Regions from separate parts of the Pan troglodytes genome. Here region 2 is linked to region 1. Evidence: chromatin contacts called from public Hi-C data. All regions are on one chromosome and are shown on one strand. The core of a region is the stretch at or near the end of the contact, and the rest is flanking DNA. Distances in the headings are between cores, read along the strand shown. Region 1 holds the start of FAM181B (family with sequence similarity 181 member B). Region 2 holds the start of RAB30 (RAB30, member RAS oncogene family).

Region 1 (7,429 bases), core at 1,891-4,390:
TGGACTCCAGTGTCAGTCTCCGGCTCCAGTTTTAGCACTCTCTCTCCTGTATTTCATTGTCTTTTTGTAAGTTTCTACAACCCCCAAGTATAGCTGCTCTCTTGCATTTGAAAATAGTCACTCACTTTGCTGAGGGAAAGGACAAATGATGCTGGTTTCATAGGGTAATGTGTTGGTAAGGAATGGGTGGGGCCTAAGGAATCAAGAACATGGACATTTGTTGAACTGCTATTTTGTGTGAGGTGCTTTTATATATACCATCTCACAACAACCTTGAGGAGTTGAGATTATCTCCACTGTGCAGGTGAGAAAAGTAAGACTCAGAGGCATTACTTGCCTGTTATGTCATGTAATTCTCACCCTGAGAACAATTATGACCATTCTCTTTTTTCAGATAAGGAGTTTGAGCCTTTGGAAGATGAACTGACTTGTCCAAGCAGTTCAATACCAATAGGCAGGGCCAGAATTTGAACCTGGCCTCATCTAACTTCAAATCAACTTTGATGTGCAGAACTCCAATAGAAATGAAGAAAGACTTTTACATATGAAGCTTTTCATATTCCATTTATTTCAAATATGATTTTAGGATTTAGATAACCCTGGGGATTAAGAGTTTTTTCAGAATAAGATGTCGATTAAATGTAGAGTACTGTGCAATTGGTGTCCAAGGACTTGTAAGAGTGCTCAGTTGACAGAAGGTGAAAAAAAAAAGTTAGTGCTTTTGGCTGCCAGACCTGGAAGCCTATGGAATGGCCCTGTTGGAAAGGGGATGGGCAGTGCTGACATCCACATCTGGAGTGGAAGAAGCACAAATCAGTGACAGGTCTGCACAATTTTCTGAATGCGAATACCACCAAGAGTAAAACAGACAGTTCGGCCTGGAGGACAAAATGCTGTGTGTAACTCAAATGAAAAGTCCATGATAATTGAGCCAATTTGAATTTAAAATAAAAAGTTCAGCTCAGCTATGTGGGTTTGGGAAGTGGCTACTTCATCTTCTAAATGAAAAATGTTCATCTGGCCTTTTTTCTTTCTTTCTTTTTTATTATACTTTAAGTTCTAGGGTACATGTGCACAATGTGCAGGTTTGTTACGTATGTATACACGTGCCATGTTGGTGTGCTGCACCCATTAACTTGTCATTTACATTAGGTATATCTCCTGATGCTATCCCTCCCCCCTCCCCCCACCCCATGACAGGCCCCAGTGTGTGATGTTCCCCATCCTGTGTCCAAGTGTTCTCATTGTTCAATTCCCACCTATGCAGTGTTTGGTTTTCTGTCCTTGCGATAGTTTGCTCAGAATGATGGTTTCCAGCTTCATCCATGTCCCTACAAAAGACATGAAGTCATCCTTTTTTATGGCTGCATAGTATTCTACGGTGTATATGTGCCACATTTTCTTAATCCAGTGTATCACTGATAGACATTTGGGTTGGTCCTAAGTCTTTGCTATGTGAATAGTGCCACAATAAACATACGTGTGCATGTGTCTTTATAGCAGCAAGATTTATAATACTTTGGGTATATACCCAGTAATGGGATGGCTGGTTCAAATGGTATTTCTAGTTCTAGATCCTTGAGGAATCGCCACACTGTCTTCCACAATGGTTGAACTAGTTTACAGTCCCACCAACAGTGTAAAAGTGTTCCTATTTCTCCACATGCTCTCCAGCACCTGTTGTTTCCTGACTTTTTAATGATCGTCATTCTAACTGGTGTGAGATGGTATCTCATTGCGGTTTTGATTTGTATTTCTCTGGTGGCCATCTGGCCTTTTTTCTTTGGTAAGGCTGTGCCTTCATGGTGTTCAAAAATGGTTTCGCTACATCTACAAAGTGAGGCTTAATAAAAAGAGTTTTGAAAGAGATGGTCTATGTCTCTCCTATGCAAGCTCTGTATCGAAACTAGAGTAACTTATTTAGAGAACACTTTATCACACACACAGTGTTCTCATATAGAGACAGTCCCCAACTTATGATGGTTCAACTTTATGATTTTCCAACTTGAATCAGTGTATTACATGCATTTCAACCTACAATATTTTCAACTTACAATGTGTTTATCAGGATGTTGTTGCTCTATCACAAATTGAGAAGCATCTGTGATCTCACTTAATGCTCATGAACACCCTATGATCCAGAAGACACATAAGGGATATAGTCACCTTTTTGTGTTTCAGAGAAGTAAGGGTGAATACTCATCCAGGCTATGGAACAATGTATCATTTAAATATCACAAGTGCCCTGTGGGGAGGGCAACTTTACCTGCATTTAACATGAGTAAGCTAAACAGAGAGAGTACGCTGGTTTGTCTAAAGCCATGCACTCAGCAGAGCAAGGATTTCAACCTAAGTCATGAGGTTATTGAGTGGTGGCTAAGACCAGAACCCAAGCTTTTTCTGAATCTCTTGTGAAAATGACCTTATTGCTCATTTTCTCTATCTATCCCAAAGAGGATTGCCCAGGTGAAATTAGTTTTAAGTGAACTTCATGATGATCCCTGAAATGCAATGAAAATTCCAGGGATAACCTAAATGGTATGACAGGTAGGGGAGAGGTTCCTATCCATCTTTTATTCTAACATGCTGAGAGTTTTATACACACACAGTGTTCTCAAGTAACAGGGGGCTTAGCCAGATCGACTCCTTTCTCCATTGCCTCCTGCTATGTATTAATAAAAGATGGGCCACTGCTGGCCTCAATTTACTGTTAGCCAATTGTTACTCGTAACAATCAAGTGGCAAACAGTCAAGAAGAAAGAGCACTGGGCTTGAGAATCCTGGGAAAACTCAGGTTAGAATCTTAGGATCAGGTCTAGAGCTTTAAGAAATACTCATTTTCCTTCCCCATCTTAATAGATGAGAAAGGCAAGGGCAAGAGAGGACGCAAGTATTGTCAAGGGCTTAGGAATGGCTTTGGAGTCAGAATGGGCTAGTTCTGACTTTGGTCAACTCACTGAACCTCCCTGAGGTGCAGTGTCCACGTTTGTTGAATGGCGATAACATGTAATTTACAGGGCTGTTGTTCAAGGATTAAATGAGATAACAGATGGACAGCGCCTGGCAGAAGCAAGCGCCCAGAAGCTGGTGGGTGTTGTTATACAGCTGGACTGAAACCCACGTCTCTAGACTCCTGCCTTCTTGCATCAGGAGAGGCACCACCGCAAGTACCTGCAGAAGCCTATCAAGCGCTGCAGCGGCCTCATGGGCCTGAGCTGGAGTTTGAGGACCAGCCATCTCTTCCTCACCCCTTGCGGTTAGAGGAGTCAAGAGAAACGCCGCGGGGCAAAGGGAAACGAAGGGGTTAAGGCGTTGAGCTTCAGAAAGCTCAGAAAACTAAAGCGACCCCCCACTCCTCCAAGCCAGGCTAAGTAAGCCCCTCCCCTCCACCACCGGGGCGGTCGCCGCGCGCTCCCTCCCTCCGCCCCTTGCTTACAAGACCTAATGAGCTCCCCCGGGAGGCAGCGCAGCCAGCCAGGCCCGGAGCTAGTAGGCTGCGCCGCGCGCGCGGCGCCGGGGCGGGAGCTGGGCCTGGGCGGCGGGCAGGAGCTGGCGGGGGCGCACGGGCAGCGCTGCGGACAGCCCGGGAGCCGCGGCGATGGCGGTGCAGGCGGCGCTCCTCAGCACGCACCCTTTCGTGCCCTTCGGCTTCGGGGGCTCCCCGGACGGGCTAGGGGGCGCCTTCGGAGCCCTGGACAAGGGCTGCTGTTTCGAGGACGATGAGACCGGGGCTCCGGCGGGTGCGCTGCTGTCGGGAGCCGAAGGAGGGGACGTGCGCGAGGCCACCCGCGATCTACTCAGCTTCATTGACTCGGCGTCCAGCAACATCAAGCTGGCGCTGGACAAGCCGGGCAAGTCAAAGCGGAAGGTGAACCACCGCAAGTACCTGCAGAAGCAGATCAAGCGCTGCAGCGGCCTCATGGGCGCCGCGCCCCCCGGCCCGCCCTCCCCGAGCGCCGCCGACACGCCAGCCAAACGGCCGCTGGCCGCCCCTAGCGCCCCGACAGTCGCGGCCCCGGCCCACGGCAAGGCTGCCCCCCGGCGGGAGGCGTCGCAGGCCGCCGCGGCCGCCAGCTTGCAAAGCCGAAGTCTGGCCGCGCTCTTCGACTCGCTGCGCCACGTCCCCGGGGGTGCCGAGCCGGCGGGGGGTGAGGTGGCTGCGCCGGCGGCCGGGCTAGGAGGTGCGGGCACTGGGGGCGCCGGAGGGGACGTGGCAGGCCCCGCGGGGGCCACGGCGATCCCAGGGGCCAGGAAGGTCCCGCTGCGGGCACGCAATCTGCCTCCGTCCTTCTTCACGGAGCCGTCCCGGGCAGGCGGCGGCGGGTGTGGCCCGTCGGGGCCGGACGTGAGCTTGGGCGACCTGGAGAAGGGCGCGGAGGCCGTGGAGTTCTTTGAGCTGCTGGGGCCCGACTACGGCGCCGGCACGGAGGCGGCAGTCTTGCTTGCCGCCGAGCCTCTCGACGTGTTCCCCGCCGGAGCCTCCGTACTGCGGGGACCCCCGGAGCTGGAGCCCGGCCTCTTTGAGCCGCCGCCGGCAGTGGTGGGAAACCTACTGTACCCCGAGCCCTGGAGCGTCCCGGGCTGCCCTCCGACCAAAAAGTCCCCCCTGACTGCCCCCCGCGGCGGCTTGACCTTGAACGAGCCCTTGCGCCCCCTGTACCCCGCCGCTGCGGATTCTCCCGGCGGGGAGGACGGGCCGGGCCGTTTGGCCTCTTTCGCCCCCTTCTTTCCAGACTGCGCCCTGCCCCCGCCGCCGCCGCCCCATCAGGTGTCCTACGATTACAGCGCGGGCTACAGCCGCACCGCCTATTCCAGCCTTTGGAGATCCGACGGGGTTTGGGAAGGGGCGCCGGGGGAGGAGGGGGCGCACCGGGACTGACTTCGAGGCACGCTTCCCTTCATTAGAGACGGCTGTGGAGAGCGCCGCGCCTCCGTGGGTTTCTCCTAAATCTAAAGAACGATGGGAAAATGCACGTGGAGATGAAACCGGATTTTTAAAAATTCAATTAATAAAAGCAACTTCAGAAAAAAGAGATGAAGACGAGTTGGGGATTGTTTAATCACAACCTCAAGTGTTAAAACAAAAACAAACAAACACGTTAGTAGGTTCTTACTGGACCAGAGGAGTCAAGAAACCAAGACGGTTTGGGGTATGGGGTGGGGACGGCAAAAGGGGTAAGAGCTGGCTTCTGTAGCCACCTGTCCCTTCTATTTTTCAGCGAAGGTCAGTGTATTTAGTGTAATTACCCCTTCTAAACAGTGTCCTAGTCCCTCCCTTCCCTCTCCTTGAGTGCATTTTGAATTAAAGCCTATATTGAAAAGAATGGAGGTGAGACTTACTGATTTGGGTGTTTTCTTACAGGACGGTTTTCCGTCTGGTCGCTTAGGTTTGTTAGGTGAGCCTGTGGCTGAGGGAGGAGGCCGGTGGTCCATTGCTGACCTCCTGTGCTGGTCCTTGGGTAGGGTTCTCTTCTGTCACCGTTTAACTCTTTTTTCTGCCCGCTTCCTGCTTCCTTCTCCTTCCATCCTTATCACAGTCCCAGTGCTTACTTTCCTTCTTTCTTTGCCTGGCCTCTCATTATTCTATTTCTTTCGGCCGGCTTTTCTTGCACATCTCTTTTGTAGGAGACTTAAATTTGGCAAACCTGGGTTCCATTTCTCTCCTGTCTTTTCCCCATTTTCCAGCCACTTTGGGAGGGAGAGAGTGGGCAAACTGTAACCTCTTTGTATCAAGTTTCCTGATCTGAGAGGGTGAAGACGGTAATGTTCTTCTACTCACTTCACAACTGGTTGGGTAGCTCAGAGGGAAATAAGTAAAATGTCTTGAGGCTGTGGCAGTGCTTGATTGGTTCTGCTGTGTATATATAAATGGTTTCTACACACGGAAACAGAGTTGTGAGTCCCATGCCTTTTTTGGTCGGGGGCTATCTACTTGCCTGGTGATTGCCCTTTCCCTTATAAGCTGTACATTCTTTTTACCATCCCTCCTTCTCTCCTTCCACAGCTCCCCCTCCACCTCTGTTGGTTTCTGCCTCCCTGTGTTTCCTCAGTCCTTATACCCACACCCTCCCCATGGAAGGGCATAAAGAAAGGTGTGAAGTTTCCAAAGGAGTTTCTGTTCCCTGAATAGCAGGTCTGATGAATGGAATCTGAAGGGGCTCTGCAGGGAGGAGTATGATCTGTTGTCCGAGGGAGATTTGGGGAAAAAGAAATATTTTTACCAGCCATGAATGTGGCAGAGAGGACACATGGCACCATCAGGATGGTTAAGGGGCAGGGGAGGAAAGACTGGTGGGAAGTGAGCAGCTGGAGGGAAAAGAGGAGCCCTTGGTGCTGCAGAACTGCGGGGAGAAAGGCATGAAGAGAGCAACGCCCAGAACATCTGAGCGAGAGGCTGCCTTCTGATGATGCTGCAAAGGAGAGCTGCTTGGCTTCAAGGCACCCAGGATTGATTGCAGGAATATCTGGATGTGAGTTAGTTGAAAACCGAGTGTTACCGCAAGAGGTGTAAAAATCCAGATTCATGTTTGCACACATCAAAAGTATTGTGATATTTTCATAAAAGAATTTCTGGAAAAAATGAGTATTAACCAATGGTAGATGCAACTTTAAATGCTATCAGTAAGTCATTTTCTTCTGAATAAAGCCTTTCCTAAGAAAGCACCACGGGAAATAGAACAACGAGTACTGTTAATGATGAAAAGAACTTTTGCAACTCCAGAAAGCTAATGTCTATTGAATTTCTTCCAAAGTGGTTAAAGGTGATTAATTCCATTGTGCTAACAGAATATTACTTAATAACGATTTAATTTGTCTAAACTGTTGTGAATACAATCCAGGATACACTTGCACGGTAGGAAAACATTAATAACCCTGTGACTGTTACTAAGACTATAGTGTCATTGTAATGTTTCTTAATTCTCCTCTCCTTTCTTACCTAGTGTAGTAAAACAGGTTATCTCTCTCCTACTGTTTTGCTTGCTATACCTTTAATTAATAATAATATCAACATTGTTTCCGCATCCCAGGCATTTAAGCTAACTCACTGAGCCTCTTAATATTGCCATGATGTAGGTGCTTGATACTGTTTGGCTCTGTGTCCCTAGCCAAATATCATCTCTAATTGTAATCCCCACATGTCGAGGGAGGTCCTGGTGGAAGGTGATTGGATCATGGGGGTGGTTTCCTCCATGCTGTTCTTGTGATAGTGAGGGAGTTCTCATGAGATCTGATGGTTATAAAGTGTGGCACTTCCTTGCTATCTCTCTCTCCTGCCACCATGTAAGACGTGCCTTCCTGCTGCTTCACCTTCTGCCATGATTGTAAGTTTCATGAGGCCTCCCAGCCATGTGGAACTGTGAGTCAATTAAACCTCTTTCATTTATAAATTACCCAGTCTCAGGTAGTATCTTTATAGCAGTGTGAGAAC
Region 2 (7,429 bases), core at 2,940-5,439, 340 kb before region 1:
CTTGAGGTCAAGAGTTCCAGACCAGCCTGGCCAACATGGTGAAACCCCGTCTCTACTAAACATACAAAAATTAGCCGGGTGTGGTAGTGCCTGCCTGTAGTCCCAGCTACTTGGGAGGCCGAGGCAGAAGAATTGCTTGAACCTGGGAGGCGGAGGTTACAGTGAGTCGAGATCGCGCCACTGCACTCCAGCCTGGGTGACAGAGCAAGGCTCTGTCTCAAAAAAAAAAAAAAAAAAAAAAAAATGTAATCTGTTAGATCTGTTAGCAAGATTATATGATTATATAATGGTACACTTGATGGGAATTAGGAACATACCGATATATTCCTGTATGAACTCAAGTCACTTAACCAGACCACTTCCTAAGCTGTAAAGAGGAAGCTTTGAATATTAAATGCTTATCTGAAACCATTTGGAAAAGCAAAGTTTATTAATACCACTCTGAAGTATCTGAAGCTCATACTCAATTATTTAAATTAGGAACTTAAGCTCCTCTATTAAAAGGAAAATCTGTATTTTCTTGTTGAAACATATAAAGCACATTTCATGTGTACTACTGTCTTAAAAATTGAGAGTCCAACATTAAAATTAAACAAGTATTGAACTGCATTATACAAGAAATCAAAATCCTAGAGTATCATGACAAAAAAAATCCACTGTTTAAAGAGTAAAGAGAAACAGTGGTGAGCTTGCTGTATCATTAAAGACACTGAACAGGTAAGATAACTGGATTCTAATTCTGCCCTGCCTTTTGCCATCAATGTACAGTGTGACCACTGGCAATTTTTAATTTCACTGTGTGCATGCCCATTTCCTTATCTGTAAAACATGGGCTGAGGAATTTGTAAGATTTCTCAGCTCTAAAAAGGGGTCTCTGTGACCTAAAAGATACTCTATTATAATATCATTTGTTCAAAGATCATGAATATTAACATCAATAACTTAAAAATTCAAGACTTAGGGCAAGAAAATTTTTATTTTCAGAAAATTCTAAACAATATATTGTCTCTAGATACTTCAGCTTTTAAGTTTCTGCATAACTATCATAATTTTACCACAGCATTGAGCTCTTACTAGGTGTCTCTTAACGTTAGACTTTCTTAATATTAGGTTAAACTCTCATTCTAAGAAATATACAGGTTAGTCAGGATATCATGGTTGGTCCCCCCCTTTTTTTTTTTAAAACGGGAGTTTTGCTCTTATTGCCCGGGCTAGAGTGCATTAGCACAATCTCGGATCACTGCAACCTCCGCCTTCCAGTTTCAAGCAATTCTCCTGCCTCAGCCTCCCAAGTCGCTGGGATTACAGGCACCCGCCTCCACACCCAGTTAACTTTTTGTATGTTTCGTAGAGACGGGGTTTCACCATGTTGGTCAGGCTGGTCTCAAACTGCTGACCTCGTGATCCACCCACCTCGGCCCCAAAGTGCTGGGATTACAGGCGTGAGCCACCGTGCTTGGCCCAGTTGGTCCTCTTAAGGCTAAAACTGATCTCATCTCCTCTCACTCCCCTCTCCCTCCCACAGTTGCCATGTGTAAACAGTTCACCAGGTAAATTCCTTATCTACACATTTTCAGAATTCATTCATGGGTATAATTAGCAATAAATCTAAAATCTTTCTCAAAGCTTTTGTTATTGTGTGACTTACTGCAAAAATACAAACACAGGATGTAGAGGACTACTCCACCCAACTCTTGTAGACTCACCTATAGTTTTAAAAACACAATACTTGGTTCTAACCCTGGAGATTTCAACAGGGATGGGAAGGTAACAGCCATATACTTTTAGAGCTGTATAGGTTATCCTGACACCTCTACTGAAAAAAAACCCTTGCTCTAACAGCAATTGGCTTCATACTCTTAAATGAGCTACCTATAATTTTAATACAAATCAATGTCCTAATTCTCTTTATTATTTTTTTGAGATAGGGTCTTGCTCTGTTGCCCAGGCTGGAGTACAGTGGCTCAATCTCTGCTCACTGCCACCTCCATCTCCCCAGTTCAAGCGATTCTCCTGCCTCAGCCACCCTAGTAGCTGGTATTACAGGTGCACGCCACCACACCTGGCTAACTTTTCTATTTCTTGGAGATGAGATTTCGCCATGTTGGCCAGGCTGGTCTTGAACTCCTGGCCCCAAGTGATGTGCCCATCTCGGCCTCCCAAAGTGCTAGGATTACAGGTGTCAGCCACGTGCCTGGCCCTAATTCTTTTTTGAGAGATGAAAAGCTTTACCTCCTCTAAATATTCCTAATTCCACTTTAACAATATTTTCCTAAGCTGTGGTGTTTCTATGGGACACTGTTATTTTTTCAGAAGCTGGCCTCCCCAACTCCTCAAATATCAATTTTATAAATAAAATTTATAATGAGTGCAGGATTTTTTCATCTTTATGGTCAGATGTCCATTAGATACAAGGATAGAAGAACTTCAAACTACCCAAACACATGACAAATTATAGAAATCACTGTATTCTACAGGTATCACTTTTCAAACACAAGCTTTCTTTCTTTTTTAAAAACAGACATAGTCTCACTGTTGTCCAGATTGGAGTACAGTGACACAATCATAGCTCACTGCAGCCTCAAACTAATGGGATCAAGTGATCCTCCTGCCTCAGCCTCCCAAGTAGCTAAGTCTACAGGCATGCACTACCATGCCCAGCTCACACAGAAGGTTTCTGAGTAATCTGTTGCTCTTTTCCCCTACAATTTGTCTTCCATATAACTCAAACTGACAAGGCTATGGCTTATATAAAGAAATATATTATAAATCAACAAGACTCATGATAAGTTTACATAAGACATGAGAATACACCTGAATCACCAACCGGGAAAAATGATTGAAGAGCTTGAAATTAAGCCTAAGTGTAAATCTCTGTTAAGCTTACAACATTACAATAGTTAAATCGAAGGTTAGAAAGAAAATGGTAGACATTGTTCCTTTTCCTGTACTTACCACCATTACTTAGAGAAGTTTCTGAATAACAACAACTTTGAGGCTTTTTCACTGGTGTATTCATGGATGACACCAACACATACTACTTCTGCTTAAAAATCAAACTCATTCATCTTGACTTGTTCCCAGAAACATGACACAGAAGATCATTTTTCGAAAAAGTATTTTTGTAATTACCATCTGCATACACCTGAGAGACTGTTTCTAACATGTTTTGGTCATTTTTAATCATTCTATCTGCCTTTCTTTGCTATAAGGATCTATTTTTAATTTTATTCACTCCTAACATAGAGGGGAAGTGCATACCTTCAATGACGCAAAGTAACTAGTTAATGTTGTTTCAGAATAATGTGCAAAAGGGAAGGGAGGAAACAGCACAAAGTATATCAGTATTTTTACACGTCAGACACCTTCAGGAAGAAAGGATATTTCTCATCTTAGTGTGACAGACTCTGAAAAAGAACACACAGCACTGTTTCAGTGACACAAGAAAAAAAGTACAGTTCATTTTGAGATACTGTGCAAAATCACTCAAAAGACAATTAACTTTGGTTTCAGTCACTTAGTTAAAAAAAAAATTTATCCATGACCGATGTTACTCTGTAATCTATTGCCAGACGTCAGAAGGCCTATCATCAATAATATCCCACCCCTCCCGCCTTTTCTGAGACACGGGCTTGCTGTCGCCCAGGCTGGAGCACAGTGGTAGGATCGAGGCTCACTGCAGCCTCAACATCCCGGGCTCAGAGATCCTCCCACCTCAGCCTCTAGTGTAGCTGCAACTACAGGGGTACACCACCATGCCCAGCTAATTTTTTTGTTTAATGTTTTTGTAGAGACGGTACGGGGTCTCCGCATGTTGCCCAGGCCGGGGTTGGACTCCTAGTATCACGCTATCTCCCCGCGTCTGCCCCCAAAGTGCTGGGATTAAAGGCGTGAGCGACCGCACCTGGCCAATATCCCCTTTGAACATCTGCTTTCGCTGGTTGGTAAAAAAGTGTCATTTTAAATTTAGTGTTACTCCTTCAGGCTATTCCTTCTCTCTTCTTACTTGCAGGGCCAAAGCAACCTCTCTTTCCACTTTGGCCACCTTCCAACAACGATTTCTTCGGACGCCTTTGTTAATCATTCCTGTATGAAAAATCAGTGAATCTGAAGCTTTGGGGAGAGTGAAAGGGGGTTGGAAAACAAACGGCAAAACAAAAATGCATTTCGGAGGACTACCCCAACTCTGTGGGTGGAAGTGGGCTTCTCCGAATAAAGGCGAGGGTCGCCGCCTCGGGTCCTCGCACCTCAACAAAAGACACCAACTCTCTCAACTGTACTGTTAACAGATCTAAATGATACTCCAAGCCCAAAAGTAAACCGACTCTCTCAATCTCTTAGCTAAAAAATGGAGAAGGAAGCGTAGGGCCCCATGCAACCCCTTCAGGAGCTGAGACCGAGGCTCACTGGGCCTCTGGATGCCGCTTCCAGTCGGTCCCGCCCTACATCAGTCCCCAGCATGGCCTCCACCCTCTGGTTCCCAGGTTCGTGCCCGCGGCTATCCGACCAGGTCGTCCTCCACCTCACCGTCCCCACTGAACCACCACTTGACTCCCGCGCACCCCTAAAACCTCTGCCCGGCTCCGCGGAATCGTCCCAGTACTCCTAACATGGCGGCCGAGTCCCCTTTGCTCCTTCACTCTGGGCGCTTCCCACTTGGAGCATTTTGGGCATTGTAGTTTCGGGGATTGCCTAGGTATCCCTCCAGGACGTAAGAAGACCACAGTTCCCAGAAAGCACCGCTCCCGAGCATGGCTATTGGGGACGTTTGGACAGAGGGATGATGTCATTGCAAAAGCCCCACTGCATTCATTGTGCTACGGTCTCTCCACCCCCTGCTGCTGCTGGGCTTGCGATTGCCGCTCGCTCCAGCTGAGCTAAGTGTAGCCGCAGCACCAGGGCAGGGACTGACTCCAGCCCTTGGACTCAGGACATCGCAGACCTTCCCTTGCGTGCGTGACTCATTCGCACATCCATTTCTGTTTATGCCTGGGGTGGGGAGAAAAATCCCAAACCAGGTGAGTTGAAGTGATTTATTCAAATGCTTCTACCAAGTTATTCCTCCCGCTTAGTTCTCAAGGCTTTCTTTTGGGAAGCTGTGAGCGGTGGGGAGGTCGGGGGGATTGGGGAGAGGCTTGCAGGCACTGCTGAGGGGAAAAGCTCTGTGCCATTTGGGTCACTGCAAAGAACAACTCCAGCAACCTTCCCCCGCCAGAGGACGGGTGCCTGCCAATTCCCTAGTCGCAACTCCTCTCAACCTTTTTGAGGCGGAGAGAGGGGGCTGGGCTGGGAAGGATGTTGGGGAGTGCTCTTGGAAAATCTGAGGAAGGCAGAGGTGGGGGACTGCAGTCCTGTCACACACGGCCCTAGAGCTGAGGTTTGAGTGGGAAGGGGTGATGCGTGGGGAGAAATGGAGACAGTGATTTAATGTGGTCGCACTACTTTAGAACATTTGAATGTCGCTTGGACGAGCACTAGTTATTAATTTTTAAGATGAACGTGCTTAAGTTTTGTAGGGCTTTATTTTATGTGTGTATGTCTATGTGGTTTGTCTCGCCTTTTCTGCTGATTTGAGGTGACAGTGTCCTTTAATGGTGCACTCCGTGCCAGTCAGAAACATTTCACGTGTCTGGCGAAGGTTCTTTGAGGCTGCTGGAAGCAGCGTTTTTGTTAAATGTTTTCCGTTCTCCGACTGCTGGATTCAAGATTGTTTGGAAGTGGAGCCGACAGATTTGTGCTTGTGTGTTTTAAATTACATTGCATAGGCTCTTTGCCACTGACAATGGTACCATAATGAGCTGCTGTTTCCTGAGGCATAGTCACTACTCACAAATAACGGTTTGAAGAGATCGATTAGGGAAGAGGGGTTCATTTTAACACATTAGAGAAAGGGAAAGTTAGAAGCGCTGTTAACCTTCATTTGCCATTACTGAAAGGTGCCCATGGAAGAGTGATTTTGGTTGTTTTGTTATTGTTGTTTTTTTAAACGAACTGACATTTAACAGAGAAAGCATTCTGACTTACATGATGCTCTTGTAAGAGTTATAGGGATGATTAGGGCAATAGATATGTTACTTTGAGATAAACAGCTGGCTGGCTCCACAACAGACGGGGCCAGTCTTGGCTGAGAGATCTACACCCTTGGAAATGAATGGGCCTGGGGTCAACCACACCCCCTCTTGGAATGTCAAAAGAAGGAGAAATGCCAGAGTATTTGCTTAACTCTAGAATGCTAAACCGTTTCCTAGCTGAGTCAGACATGGGGGAAAGTCTTTACTGGCTGTCTTCTGCTGCTAAGCCAATTTTGTTCATTTTAAATTCAGATCCTTAGGTCTCCAAAGTTGTAGCTGTGTGATATTTCATTAAATGCTGCTTGATGCTGAATGCAAAGGACAGTCCATTGTATGGGCTTTGTAGTAGAGTGATTTATTGGGATGCCAATGAGCAGCTTTTGGATTTGGGAAAAGATCAACAGTTAGCCTTTGCCTCTACGTCTCTCTGTTGATGACGCTCTGCTCTTCTGGACACCCTACCCTTCTCTCCTGTACTTTCATTTCTTCCCCCCACCCCACCCCATCCCACCCACATCTCTTGAAATTCTGTTTATTTCCCTATGTCTCCATTTGCATTTTACATTTTTCCTTTCTGTTTCAAAACCTCTCCTTTATCACCAGCATATCACATCTCTTTCTCTTCAATCTTAGAACACACTCCCTGGTCCTCCACTTCACCTAGGAACTCCTGGGTGGATGTAGACTATGTGAATATTTTTGCAGAATCCTCTTTGAAGAGAATTTCTTTGCCTTTTCTTTTTCTTGCAGTCTGTGCTTGGCAGGATGAGCAGCAATGAGCCTGACCCCTGGTCTGGTTTGTAGTTCCTGTGACAGACATAATTTAGCCCCAGCAGCATGTGAACAATGAAATGCTGCAGTTGGGCTCATGCCACTTTTCCTTTCACTGGCACCTGCCTATGGATTAGCAAGGTTTTTAAATGCTCTACATGAAATGTTCTCATAATTCCCAAGGAATAAGTAGTCTTCAAGTGGCTTGCCTTATATAATACATTTTTTTTTTCCTTATCCTTGCTGCAGCTGGTGGTGGGAAGGCTGATCTTTCCCCTCTCTTTCTTCCTGTTCCCTGTGGATTGCTGAGTAGCAATCCAGGTGGCCAAACTGCCCATTTGGTTTTTTGAAGATACTTGGAGGAAAACAGTTCCCCACCCACCCTGGTTGTTTCTTCTCTGTGCAGGAAAGAAGTTTGTTATTTTATACTCTTCTCTTAATGGGAAGAGTGTGATAGTGGCTATATTTGTTTATGTAACAGCAGTGCTCCTCTAGGTGTGGAAAGTCTAACTGCTATCCATCTGGAGGCAACTAGTGTAACAGGCAGATTCAGAAGCTGTCCTCTTAGACCTTTTATGCACCATCTT

Evidence for each region. Hi-C and Micro-C count contacts between places; a contact is called where the count stands out from the background.
Region 2: a Hi-C map of stem cell-derived neural progenitor cells shows a contact between it and region 1, with 1.9 times the contacts expected there. The contact joins the promoter of RAB30 here to the promoter of FAM181B in region 1. A contact is called at or near these places in 1 of 7 Hi-C or Micro-C datasets (stem cell-derived neural progenitor cells) and 1 of 1 datasets of contacts at active chromatin or transcription factors (stem cell-derived excitatory neurons).

The regions. Positions count from the first base shown.
Region 1 is chr9:84,759,438-84,766,866 of NHGRI_mPanTro3-v2.0_pri, reverse strand. FAM181B (family with sequence similarity 181 member B) reads left to right here and starts at 3,140. Exons shown (of 1, transcript XM_003313228.7): 1 at 3,140-5,324. The coding sequence starts at 3,599. The coding sequence ends at 4,879.
Region 2 is chr9:85,098,229-85,105,657 of NHGRI_mPanTro3-v2.0_pri, reverse strand. It overlaps RAB30 (RAB30, member RAS oncogene family), which reads left to right and starts at 4,189. Exons shown (of 5, transcript XM_001175176.6): 1 at 4,189-5,018. It overlaps LOC100610822 (a long non-coding RNA gene), which reads right to left and starts at 4,650. Exons shown (of 4, transcript XR_672992.5): 1 at 4,563-4,650; 2 at 3,905-4,086; 3 at 3,262-3,407.